Regions from separate parts of the Drosophila melanogaster genome. Here all the other regions are linked to region 3. Evidence: chromatin contacts called from public Hi-C and HiChIP or PLAC-seq data. All regions are on one chromosome and are shown on one strand. Each heading gives the region's core, a stretch centred on a gene start, on an enhancer-like site or on the middle of the called end of the contact. The rest is flanking DNA. Distances are from core to core; before and after follow the strand shown.

Evidence for each region. Hi-C and Micro-C count contacts between places; a contact is called where the count stands out from the background. HiChIP or PLAC-seq counts read pairs in DNA pulled down with a chosen protein or histone mark.
Region 1: a POLR2A S2P HiChIP or PLAC-seq map of the Kc167 cell line shows a contact between it and region 3, with 5 times the contacts expected there. The contact joins the promoter of CG16952 here to the promoter of CG5800 in region 3. A contact is called at or near these places in 23 of 107 Hi-C or Micro-C datasets (the Kc167 cell line, the S2 cell line, brain and 6 more) and 1 of 6 datasets of contacts at active chromatin or transcription factors (the Kc167 cell line).
Region 2: a Hi-C map of the Kc167 cell line shows a contact between it and region 3, with 2.5 times the contacts expected there. The contact joins the promoter of Cdc50 here to the promoter of CG5800 in region 3. A contact is called at or near these places in 27 of 107 Hi-C or Micro-C datasets (the Kc167 cell line, the ML-DmBG3-c2 cell line, the S2 cell line and 9 more) and 1 of 6 datasets of contacts at active chromatin or transcription factors (the Kc167 cell line).

The regions. Positions count from the first base shown.
Region 1 is chrX:15,868,213-15,871,491 of dm6, reverse strand. CG16952 reads right to left here and starts at 1,309. Exons shown (of 6, transcript NM_001298375.1): 1 at 1,004-1,309; 2 at 1-131. Gapdh2 (Glyceraldehyde 3 phosphate dehydrogenase 2) reads right to left here. Exons shown (of 2, transcript NM_080714.4): 1 at 3,249-3,279; 2 at 1,831-3,174. The coding sequence starts at 3,156. The coding sequence ends at 2,158.
Region 2 is chrX:16,439,231-16,442,982 of dm6, reverse strand. It overlaps Cdc50 (Cell division cycle 50), which reads left to right and starts at 1,687. Exons shown (of 7, transcript NM_001298398.2): 1 at 1,687-1,841; 2 at 2,058-2,326; 3 at 2,571-2,766; 4 at 2,821-3,156; 5 at 3,221-3,386; 6 at 3,469-3,559; 7 at 3,697-3,752. The coding sequence starts at 1,781. The coding sequence ends at 3,484. It overlaps rngo (rings lost), which reads right to left and starts at 1,430. Exons shown (of 4, transcript NM_001298399.1): 1 at 963-1,430. The coding sequence starts at 1,200.
Region 3 is chrX:17,635,007-17,638,409 of dm6, reverse strand. CG5800 reads right to left here and starts at 2,129. Exons shown (of 2, transcript NM_133002.2): 1 at 1,656-2,129; 2 at 1-1,579. The coding sequence starts at 2,042. CG8289 reads left to right here and starts at 2,366. Exons shown (of 3, transcript NM_133001.3): 1 at 2,366-3,068. The coding sequence starts at 2,484.

The DNA of each region.
Region 1 (3,279 bases), core at 60-2,559, 1.8 Mb after region 3:
TTGTTTACTGTTTTTGATAAGAAGCCAACCGATTGGCCAGCTTAAAATCCTAGAGCCCCCAAAAGTTATTCATGTTTGCAGGAAAGTTTAGCCTTGAAAAATTTGTTTCGAGCCTAAATAATGTTGTTTATCTGGAAGATATTGTTTTAAAAGATATAAATTAGCACACACATGCACGCATACATGGCAACATATCGACAAAATAAACAACGAAAAGTGGGACCATTATATTATGTACATACATAGATTTTTGAGTAGGTGCTACATTGACCCACATATGTATGTATATATTTGAAACTAAATGGGACATTCCCACTTAGAAAAATAAGAAAATCACATTTTAAAGCTGTAACAGCAAGCATTTGCTTTGCATTTGAAGGGAATTTGTTAAGCAAAAGTAGAAATATTATGAATCTTTTTACAAACTTCCACTGTTACATTTTTGAAACCATTAAAAGCAAGCACTTTACATTCTAATATTTCGTTTCTCTTAAATCCACAAAATACATACACACATATATACTCTTATGTACACACGAAGTTGCCAATACGACAGTGCCATATGTACATATGTATATGTATGTATAAACAGTTCACATCTGCAGCCAAATACACATTCTTACAAGACTTTTTCCAGCATTTTTAACCGCTATTTAAATTGGACTATATTTTCCAAAACTCATTCATGAACAACATTGAAATGTTAAAATTACATGCACAAAAATAGATGAGCATATGTATAGAGAAACGCACTGTTGCACATGTGCAACTGAACATCTATTAAAATTTCTATACATGTGTACAATTTGCATTGAAAAACATTACAAGTTACGGTATAATGTTAACAAAGATATTCGAAATGTTTAGCCACCGTTTATAAATATTAATTATTAAAGCGTCCGCACGTATATCTCCAACATACATACATATGTATATACCAATATGTATACAGATTTATGTTCACTACGCACATACGTAAGATGTGAACTCGAGATGATTTTACCCGATGCACTTATGTTTCATTATATTTCGTTGGGGAAAATGTGTACCACACACACACTGCACAATCGTTAAATTCGCTCGGAAAACATACTCTTTGTTCGCCCCGTCAGTTTTACACAAGTTATGGCGTTTTCACTCGGTAACTTTCATTTACATTCATCAAGAACCAGAAGTCTTGAACTCTTATGCTGATTTGTGTCCGTTTGTTGCTACTGCATGTTGAATAATTCACATTTTATTTTAAGGTTTCATCAATTGATTATTTTATTTACATGCCAGTATTAAAATGTTCTGAAAATTAGTGTGCCCGTGTGAGAAAATTAATCGAAAAGACGGTATAGCAAGCGATTAAATATCGATAACGATATAATGGTGAAGTGCTGTTGAAATGATGCAGTCAACCAAAATATTTGATTATATTTGCCAATTATGCAAATATAAATCGGCAGAGAAACATTATTTTCTCAGAAATGTATCCAAAAAGCCAGGCTTACACAGACAATATGCCACCGTTAGTCTCTCCAAATATCGATAACTTCTGTTTATACATTGCTTCAACTGAAGGGTTTAAGGTCGCTCTTATCGAAATCTGTAAAAGCCCGATTTTTGCCGATAACAATACCATAGAATCAGGCTCATTTAAAATTATTTGAAAACTTTAACAAGTTATGTAATCATTCAAAAACCAATCGACTTAAAAAAAATATCGACACATTTCTGTTATATATATATTACTTCCAAATATAGCAAATGAAAAAAACAATTTAAAGTAATACTCATACTATTTTAGGTATTTCAACGGTTTATACCAAATAAAAAGGCAAAAATAAATATTTAAATGCTTATGAGTCGGCATTTTTAAAACTACACACAGAGTGAAACTTTATTCAACAACAGTAAACATATTTATGTGTATAATGGATGTATTATATTAATAATTTTCCAATGTGGCTGGTAATTGAAGAGCGAAAACAGTAGCATTTCAGAGCATAGCGCATATGTATGTAGGTGATGCTCCACCGGGGAGCAATATATATATAAGTTATGTGATGCCATTTTCAGGCCGTTTCTGAAGTGTCTCACCCCATTCTACCGCGCCCTAATCTTTAACTTTTACGTAGAGTGTGGGTGGGTAGTGTTCTTGGTGTTCCACATTTAATCCTTGCTCTGCATGTACTTGATCAGGTCGATGACGCGGTTGGAGTAGCCAAACTCGTTGTCGTACCAAGAGATCAGCTTCACGAACTTGTCGTTTAGCGAAATGCCAGCCTTGGCATCGAACACCGACGAGTGGGTGTCGCTGAGGAAATCGGTAGAAACGACCTCCTCATCGGTGTATCCCAGGATACCCTTCAGGGGTCCGTTGGCGGCCTCCTGAACCTTGGCCTTAATTTCATCATAGGACGCACCCTTGCCCAAGCGCACGGTCAAATCGACCACGGAAACGTTGGGAGTGGGCACACGGAATGCCATTCCGGTGAGCTTACCGTTGAGGGCGGGGATAACCTTGCCCACGGCCTTGGCAGCTCCAGTGGAAGCTGGAATGATGTTCTGGGCAGCGCCACGTCCATCACGCCACAACTTGCCGGAAGGTCCATCGACGGTCTTCTGGGTAGCGGTGGTGGCATGAACGGTGGTCATCAGACCCTCGACGATCTCGAAGTTGTCGTTGATCACCTTGGCCAGAGGAGCCAAGCAGTTGGTGGTGCACGATGCGTTGGAGACCACCTTCATGTCGGGCTTGTAGGCATCCAAGTTGACGCCGCAAACGAACATGGGAGCATCGGCGGATGGGGCCGAGATGATAACCTTCTTGGCACCGCCCTTCAAGTGAGTGGATGCCTTGTCGATGGTGGTGAACACGCCAGTGGACTCCACGATGTATTCGGCACCAGCGCTGGCCCAGTTGATGTTGGCCGGGTCGCGTTCGCTGAAGACGGTGATCTTCTGGCCGTTGACCACCAGGAAACCGCCCTCGGCGGCAACGGTGCCCTTAAAACGTCCGTGGGTCGAATCGAACTTGAACAGGTAGACCATGTAGTTCACATCGATGAAGGGATCGTTGACGGCCACAACGTTGGCGCCCTTATCAATGGCGGCGCGGAGAACCAAGCGGCCGATGCGACCAAATCCATTGATACCAATCTTCGACATGGTTAACTTTTTGTTTATCTGGAAAGTAATGTATGTATATGTAAAGCAGTTAGTACTTGGAAAGTTTTCCGCGGAATTGAGGGAAACACTACCTATCGGCTTGCTTGCAAGGAATCGACTGTG
Region 2 (3,752 bases), core at 438-2,937, 1.2 Mb after region 3:
TTGAACTCATTTTCTGGCTGCCAAATGAGCTTGCTCGCGTGCGAGTCATGGAGTCCAAAGTGCTGTGCAATGGTCAAATGAAATCGAAAATTGTTCACCGCCCACACCTGTCTGCAGTCGCCAAAATGTGTGCACATGTGTGCAGAAATACCATTCATACATATGTACATATGTATATAGCAAAACAATTATATATACACGATCCCATTTCAATGGACAAGCTGACAAGGCCAAATGCGCATTCAGGGGTCAACAAAACAGTGGTCCGGCCACAGTGGGCGGCCCAAGTGGGTGGATCCATGGGGCTGAGACTGAGGCAAAGGCAACGCACCTGCTGCTGCTCCTCCACTTTCATTGGTATGCCCATTCCTCACCGAACCCGAACCCCCCTCTCTGCTGCAGTGGAAACAGCACACACTTCCAGTGTTCTTTCCCGTGTCTGTGTGCCGCTGTTTTTTTGGAATTTGCGAAAAGAAAGTCAGACGAAGCAAGGCGTTTATTTTTAACACCAATTGCGCCGCAAAAAGATGAGCTGTGCTCGCTGCGCTTTTCCATAAAAATCTAGCAACTAATAACGCCAACAAATTAAAAAAAAAATGAGCACAGTTCAAATTTCACATTGCAAAAGTATTGTTAAATGAAATGTTCGCACTACGTATTCGGGGTTTCCCGGTTTTTCCTAAATATTATGTTGCTGAAGTATTTTTTAAGCGACATTTGAATATAAACGTGTTATGGATCATGTAGGACAATAATTAATTTTATTATTGTGCGAATTCGCGTTATCTGACCAATGAACCCCCTTCACCATCCTCCAAAACACACTCAAGATCCCCCCCCCTCCACGGGGAAAAACGTGACCCACATAAGGATAATGGCTCCCCCTCTCTTCACCCCGCTCTTTCCACTTTCCCATCTCGTTTCCATTCCAACGCCGAATTTCAACTCTCTCTCTCTCTCACCTGGGCGATTGGCGCTCCTGCGTCGTTCCAGCATGATGAAGTCGCCGTCGCCGACTCCGCACTGTTGCAGCGTCTGTTTGTCGCTGGAAAGCTCCCGCCCGTTGAAAATTACCGCTATTTGGGACACTTCCGCACCGATCTCCATCGCGCAGAGGGCCTTGAGATTCTCCAGCTCAAGATCCTGGGCCACGTCCAAGCAGAAGACCTTGTCATCGCTGGTCGTCACTGTGATTTTCATTGCCGCTGCGTACTGTGTGTATGTGTGTTGGCGTTTCTGTGTTACCGTGGTTTAGGTGGATCGAATGTTAGCGAGCGCGGGTATGTACTGCACTGGTGGGTGGCAAAGTGAATCACAATCTCTGCTGGTCTAGCCTTTTCGCCTTTATCTTTGCTAGCTGGATGGGTGTGCTGATATTCTGCTGCTCGCTTATTGTTTTGACACAACAACGAAAACGCCGCCTCCACGCGGTTGCATGCGACGCCTTATCGATACTATTCGCGGTCTGACTATCGATAGTTGAATGGGATGGCTAGAGCATTGCTCATTTGGAGGTATTACGACGAATTTGGAGAGACAAATGATTTTCCTCTTACCTTAGTTTAACATATTTCTCAAAGGTAAGCCAAATGGAGCAAAAGCTAAATATAGATAAAATTTCATCGATATATACCATCACTGCAGGTATCGATACATATCGATGACTCATGTGCTGTCATCGAAATTTTATTGTATTTACTTTATTCAATTGGAGTCACTTGCAGCGTTTGGACACCAAGGAGCTTTTCGAGGAGCATAGCGAGAAACCAGATAAGCCACCATGTCCACACAGCAAGCGGAGAATGAGGAGAGTGCAGCGGCGAAGTCCAAGCGACCTTCAGGTGAAAACCCAGTTTCATGCGAGTCGCCCCATCCAAATCCCAATCCCCCAATAACACACTCACACACACTTGTCTGCGTAACAAGTGATAAGGAGGGGAATGACTAATATCCAATGGCAAATCGATTTTCGGGGCCCATCCTGGTGTCCCTGCATTAACCATGAGGTCATGCCAAGTCGCTCACGTTTGCCCGTTTCCCATGTTGTCCACCCACAGATTCGGCCTTCAAGCAACAGCGCCTGCCCGCCTGGCAGCCCGTCCTGACCGCCCGCACCGTACTGCCCACCTTCTTCGTTATCGGAGTTCTATTCATACCCATCGGCGTGGTCCTGCTCCACCTGAGCAACACCGCCAACGAGCTGATCATCGACTACACCAAGTGCAGGCGCTCGGGCGGAAATACCACCTGTGCGGAGTATCTGGAGGCCAACCCCGGCGTTACGTGCCCCTGCGAGGTGCCCTTCGTCCTGCCCTCGGACTTCAATGTGAGTTATAGGGATCCAGAGCTTCAGTAGCTGTCCAGCTCAATTAATCAGCTCTTAGTTTAGGTAGTGAAGTAGTTCAAATGAAAAGCTATATGCTGCTTTTATAATCTGCAAGGCATTTATCAACATTGCTTTTAGCAGGTTTGGAAAAGATATTGATGATATTGATAGTGGATTTGGATTCCTTATAATACTTTAGAAAGAGATTCTCATTTAAGTATTTCGTTAACTTCCTTTTTTAAAGGGTGTGGTATACATGTACTACGGACTGACCAACTACTATCAGAACCATCGGCGCTATGTGAAGTCACGGGACGACGAGCAGCTGCTGGGTCACCTGTCGCAAACGCCCAGTACAGACTGTGCCCCCTTCGCCTATGATCCCGATTCCGGAAAGCCCATCGCGCCCTGCGGTGCCATTGCCAACTCGCTGTTCAATGGTGCGGCACAGAAACTACCTTGACTGTACCGCAACTAACATTGATATCTTCCAGACACGCTGACCCTCTTGCAGGGTGGATCCGAGATCAAGCTGCTGAAGACGGGCATTGCCTGGCCGTCGGACAAGCGCGTCAAGTTCCGAAACCCAGAGGGTAACCTGAACGTCTCCCTTGAGGGCTTCTCAAAGCCAATTTTCTGGCAGAAGGGTCTGGCCGACCTGGACCCGGAGAATCCGGACAACAATGGCTTCCAGAACGAGGATCTGATCGTGTGGATGCGCACCGCCGCTCTGCCCAGCTTCCGGAAGCTATATCGCCGTCTCAACCAAACGAACACCAACTATGCCAACGGCCTGAAGTCTGGCAATTATACGCTTAACATTAAGTATAGTAAGTACGAATGGCTGGGATATCGCGAATGCTGTATCTAATGTATTTGTGTTTTGCCCTTCAGATTATCCGGTGGTGTCGTTCGACGGCACGAAGCGAATGATACTCTCCACCACATCCGTGCTCGGTGGCAAGAACCCGTTCCTGGGCATTGCGTACATTGTGGTGGGTGCCATTTGCATCACCCTGGGCCTGGCCCTGCTATTTATTCATATGCGATGCAGTCGCAGGTGAGTTGATCATCGCACATCGTTGATTCATCCTCATTGTACCGATCGTCATTCATCCTGCCCTTATCCCCCACTCCCACAGCATTATAGTTCATTAAGTCTGCTAAGAGTCGAGTATTTCATTCCCCATTGAAGCCGAATCGTTTCTCATGGCCAAATTAGCGTTTTGCTCGGTGCGCGATAAGTATTGACAATTAAGTAGCGTTTGATAGTAGCGTTTTACCTAATCGGGCACTGGCCAAAATGATTGACACCTCCTATACTAAGGGCTCTTGAACTAATCATGGTTTTATTTCTGTTTACCCAACAGCAACATGGAGATGATCAACGTGAACCCGCACACGCAGTACTCCTAGACCGAGCACC
Region 3 (3,403 bases), core at 880-3,379:
CTGCCATAGTTTCGCCCTCGTCATCGAACTTCAGCTTGGAGTTGACCTGCAGATTCTTCTTCAGCGCCTTCTTGGCCAGCGAGGCCTTGGTTACCAGCTTCTCGCGCTTGGGTACCACAAGTGGGGCCTCTGCCTCATTCTCAGTGTCATCCTCTTCGTCCAGCTTCACTGGCTCTCCTTCCACATCGTGATCCTTACGTTTCACCTTGATAAAGTCTTCGTCATCACTGTTCTCTTCATCCTCGTCACCGCCGCCAAAGCTCTGCTGCTTGGTCAGCTTGCTGAGCAATGGATTGATCGATTTTGCGTTATCACCCTGTTCTTTCTGCTGCTGTAGCTGCTTCTGGCGCCACAGGAATTTTTCGAGGAAGGGAACACGCGGCGTAACCGCCAAGCCGAGCGATTGGGCAAATGCATCTAGATCCAGGCTGAACACATTAAACAAGCGCTTGTTGCGCATCAGGAACACGGATTTTATGTAGGAGAGGAAGGCGCGCTGGGCGGTTGCCCTCAGTTCGGGAAATTGGGCCAGAAAGGCCTCGATCTTGACGCGCGGAGAGAAGAGCTTCTTGGGATCGATTTGCACACAACGAATGTCGATATTCAACTGTTCCTTAAGCGCACTAATCATGTACTCCTCCTCGCTGGGTGTCAAAACCAACAGACACTCGCCGCGTGTCTTGTTCCGCGCAGATCGTCCAGCTCGATGAATGTACTGTGAAACATCCTCCGGGCAGTCCAACTGCACCACCCAATTGACGGCAGGAAAGTCCAGACCGCGCGATGCCACATCAGTGGAGAACATAACGACGTGGCTCTTGCGAAGGAAATCCTCGTAGATGGCAATGCGACGATCCTGATGGAGCGTTCCATAGAGAGCCAGCAGCGGGCTACCCGGCCGCAGTTTACAAAATATCTCGTACAGGTACTTGGCCTGCTTGCAACTGGCCACGAACACAATGATCTTCTGCTTCAAATGGTTCTTGATGAACGACCACAGCATGGTGATCTTGTCCTCCAGGTTCAACACCACATAACTCTGCTGCAAAAGCTCAGGAACTGCCAAGACAGCTGTGTTCGGAGTCTTCTTCGTGCTGGCGCTGGGCTCTTCTCTTGGCGTCGCTCCTCCGTAGCCTACGTAGACCGGATCCTTTAGATTAAGCCTCGCCAAATCCTGCACCGTATTCGTTTGCGTGGCCGAGAATAGCAGCGTTTGACGCACTGGTGGGAAATTTTCTATGATTGAATTCAGGGTCTTCTGGAAACCCATATCCAAACAGCGATCGGCTTCATCCAGGACCAACATCTCCATGGTGCTCGTATTAAAGAGAGGATTCTCGTCCATGTGCTGCAGCAGCCTTCCGGGTGTGCAGATCAGTATGTTGCACTGGTCCATGCGAGTGCGCTCGAACTTCAGGTTCTTGCCTCCGATGATGAGGCCGGCGGAGAAGTCGTGGTGCTTTCCCACCTTCTTTAGGGTCTCGAAGATCTGGTAGGCTAGCTCGCGGGTGGGCGAGATGATGATAGCGCCAACGCCATCGGTGCGCGACCATTTGTTCATGAACAGATGCTCCAGAACCTGCAATAAATGGACCATTGCATATATAACTTACAGCCGGCAATTTCTTTCGAAGAAGGGACGAGGACCAACTTACGGGTATGAGAAAGGCCAGTGTCTTGCCACTGCCTGTGATGGCCGCGCCCAGCACATCCTTGCCCTGCAGTGCGGGTCCAATGCTGTCCCGCTGCACCTGCGTGGGATGCACGAATTTGGACTCCGCCAGTGCCTTTTGGGTCTTCTTGGACAGCGGAAACTGGGCGAACTTCTTAATGGCAGTAGCATCGATCTCTGCGTATTTGGTCTTGAGGTCCTGGATCTCCGCTTCGGTGGCGGCCAGTCGCGACTTGTTGATCTCCTGGCGCGGACGCTTCTGGCTGTTGTCGCCGCTTTTCCGGCCACCACCAGCTCCTTTGAACGTGCCGGATCCCGGCTTGAAACGCGAACCCGGTTTGCCGGGTCCCTTGGGTTTCTGGCGCTGCATACCCTCTGTTTATTGACCAAAATGCGGTCGTTTCGAAACGTATTGAAATTCGCACGCGGTTGGAATTAGGGATGAGAGAAGAAACGATTATTCAATCGATTAATTCGCATTTCAAGTCGAATGTATCGACCACTAATTTGTATTACCGTTTCTAGAAATTTGGAAAGAATTAATTTTCTTACTTTCTTACTTCGATTCGATCTCGGGATCTCGATTGATAAACATTAAATAAATATTCCCAGGAAATATAAATATATATATATTTATAAAACTGCATATCCCGACTTCGTGATTTTTTGTTTCTTGCAGTCTGGTAACACTGCCAAGTGTACAGTCGTCAAAAAACTCTATAAAGAATTTGTTTTGCTGGTACGCGGCAATTGAAATCGCCACCGTAGAGCAAATTGGACGTTGTCACACAACCGGATAAACAAGTGCATTATGGCCAAGGCGAGTAAGAAGGTGGCAGAAAGTAAGCGCAGGAACGGAGTCGCCAACGAGAGCGAAAACGAGGAGATTGACCAGCAAAAGTCCAATGGGACAGGTCGATCGTCCAGGAAGACGCCGAACAAACGAAAGGCCAAACTGACTGTGGCCTCTGACAGCGAAGACAGCGATTGCCAGACCTCTACCTCCAACGTGGATGTACCAGCTGCAAGGAACAAGCGCAAGGTGGGCAAGGCCAGGAACGCCACCACTTCGCCCCGCAAAAATGGCAAAAAAATCGTTATAGAGGATTCGGATGATGATGCTAATCATTCCGATGTAGACCCTAGTGCCGACAGTTCGCCAAGGAAGCCAAATATCAAACGCCAGACACGGCGATCCGTGCGCGGTGAAACGGAAGATAGCAATGAACTGCCCTCCACCTCCAAAGCCTCTGCACATGCATCAAGTCCGATCAAGAAGCGCAAGCTGAGCAGGGCTTCGACTTCTTCCGTCAAAAATGGCAAGAAGGTTGCTGAAAAGGATTCGGAATCCGATGTCGATGCTGGAACAGAGGATGAGAAATCAGCTCAACCCCAGGTGAGACATCAATTCGAGAAATCAAAAAATACTAGACCCAATTAGATATTGAACCCTCAGTAAATTCTACGAAATTCTAGTCAGCAATTACAAAACATTGAGACTCAAAACCTTTCGAAAAGGTTAGATTATGATGACTGTACTATTATTCGAAATCATTAGCGCTAACTGGCGTACATATAAAAATGTATGCTTTTAAAACATTACACTGAAACGCTGATGAGAAAGTGTAGTCAGTTGAGAGTAATTTCGTTATATGGCGGTTATCTTGGCCAAAAATGCCTCATACTTTAAGATTCATTTTATTTATAGGACAGTATTTTGATCAATGAAGT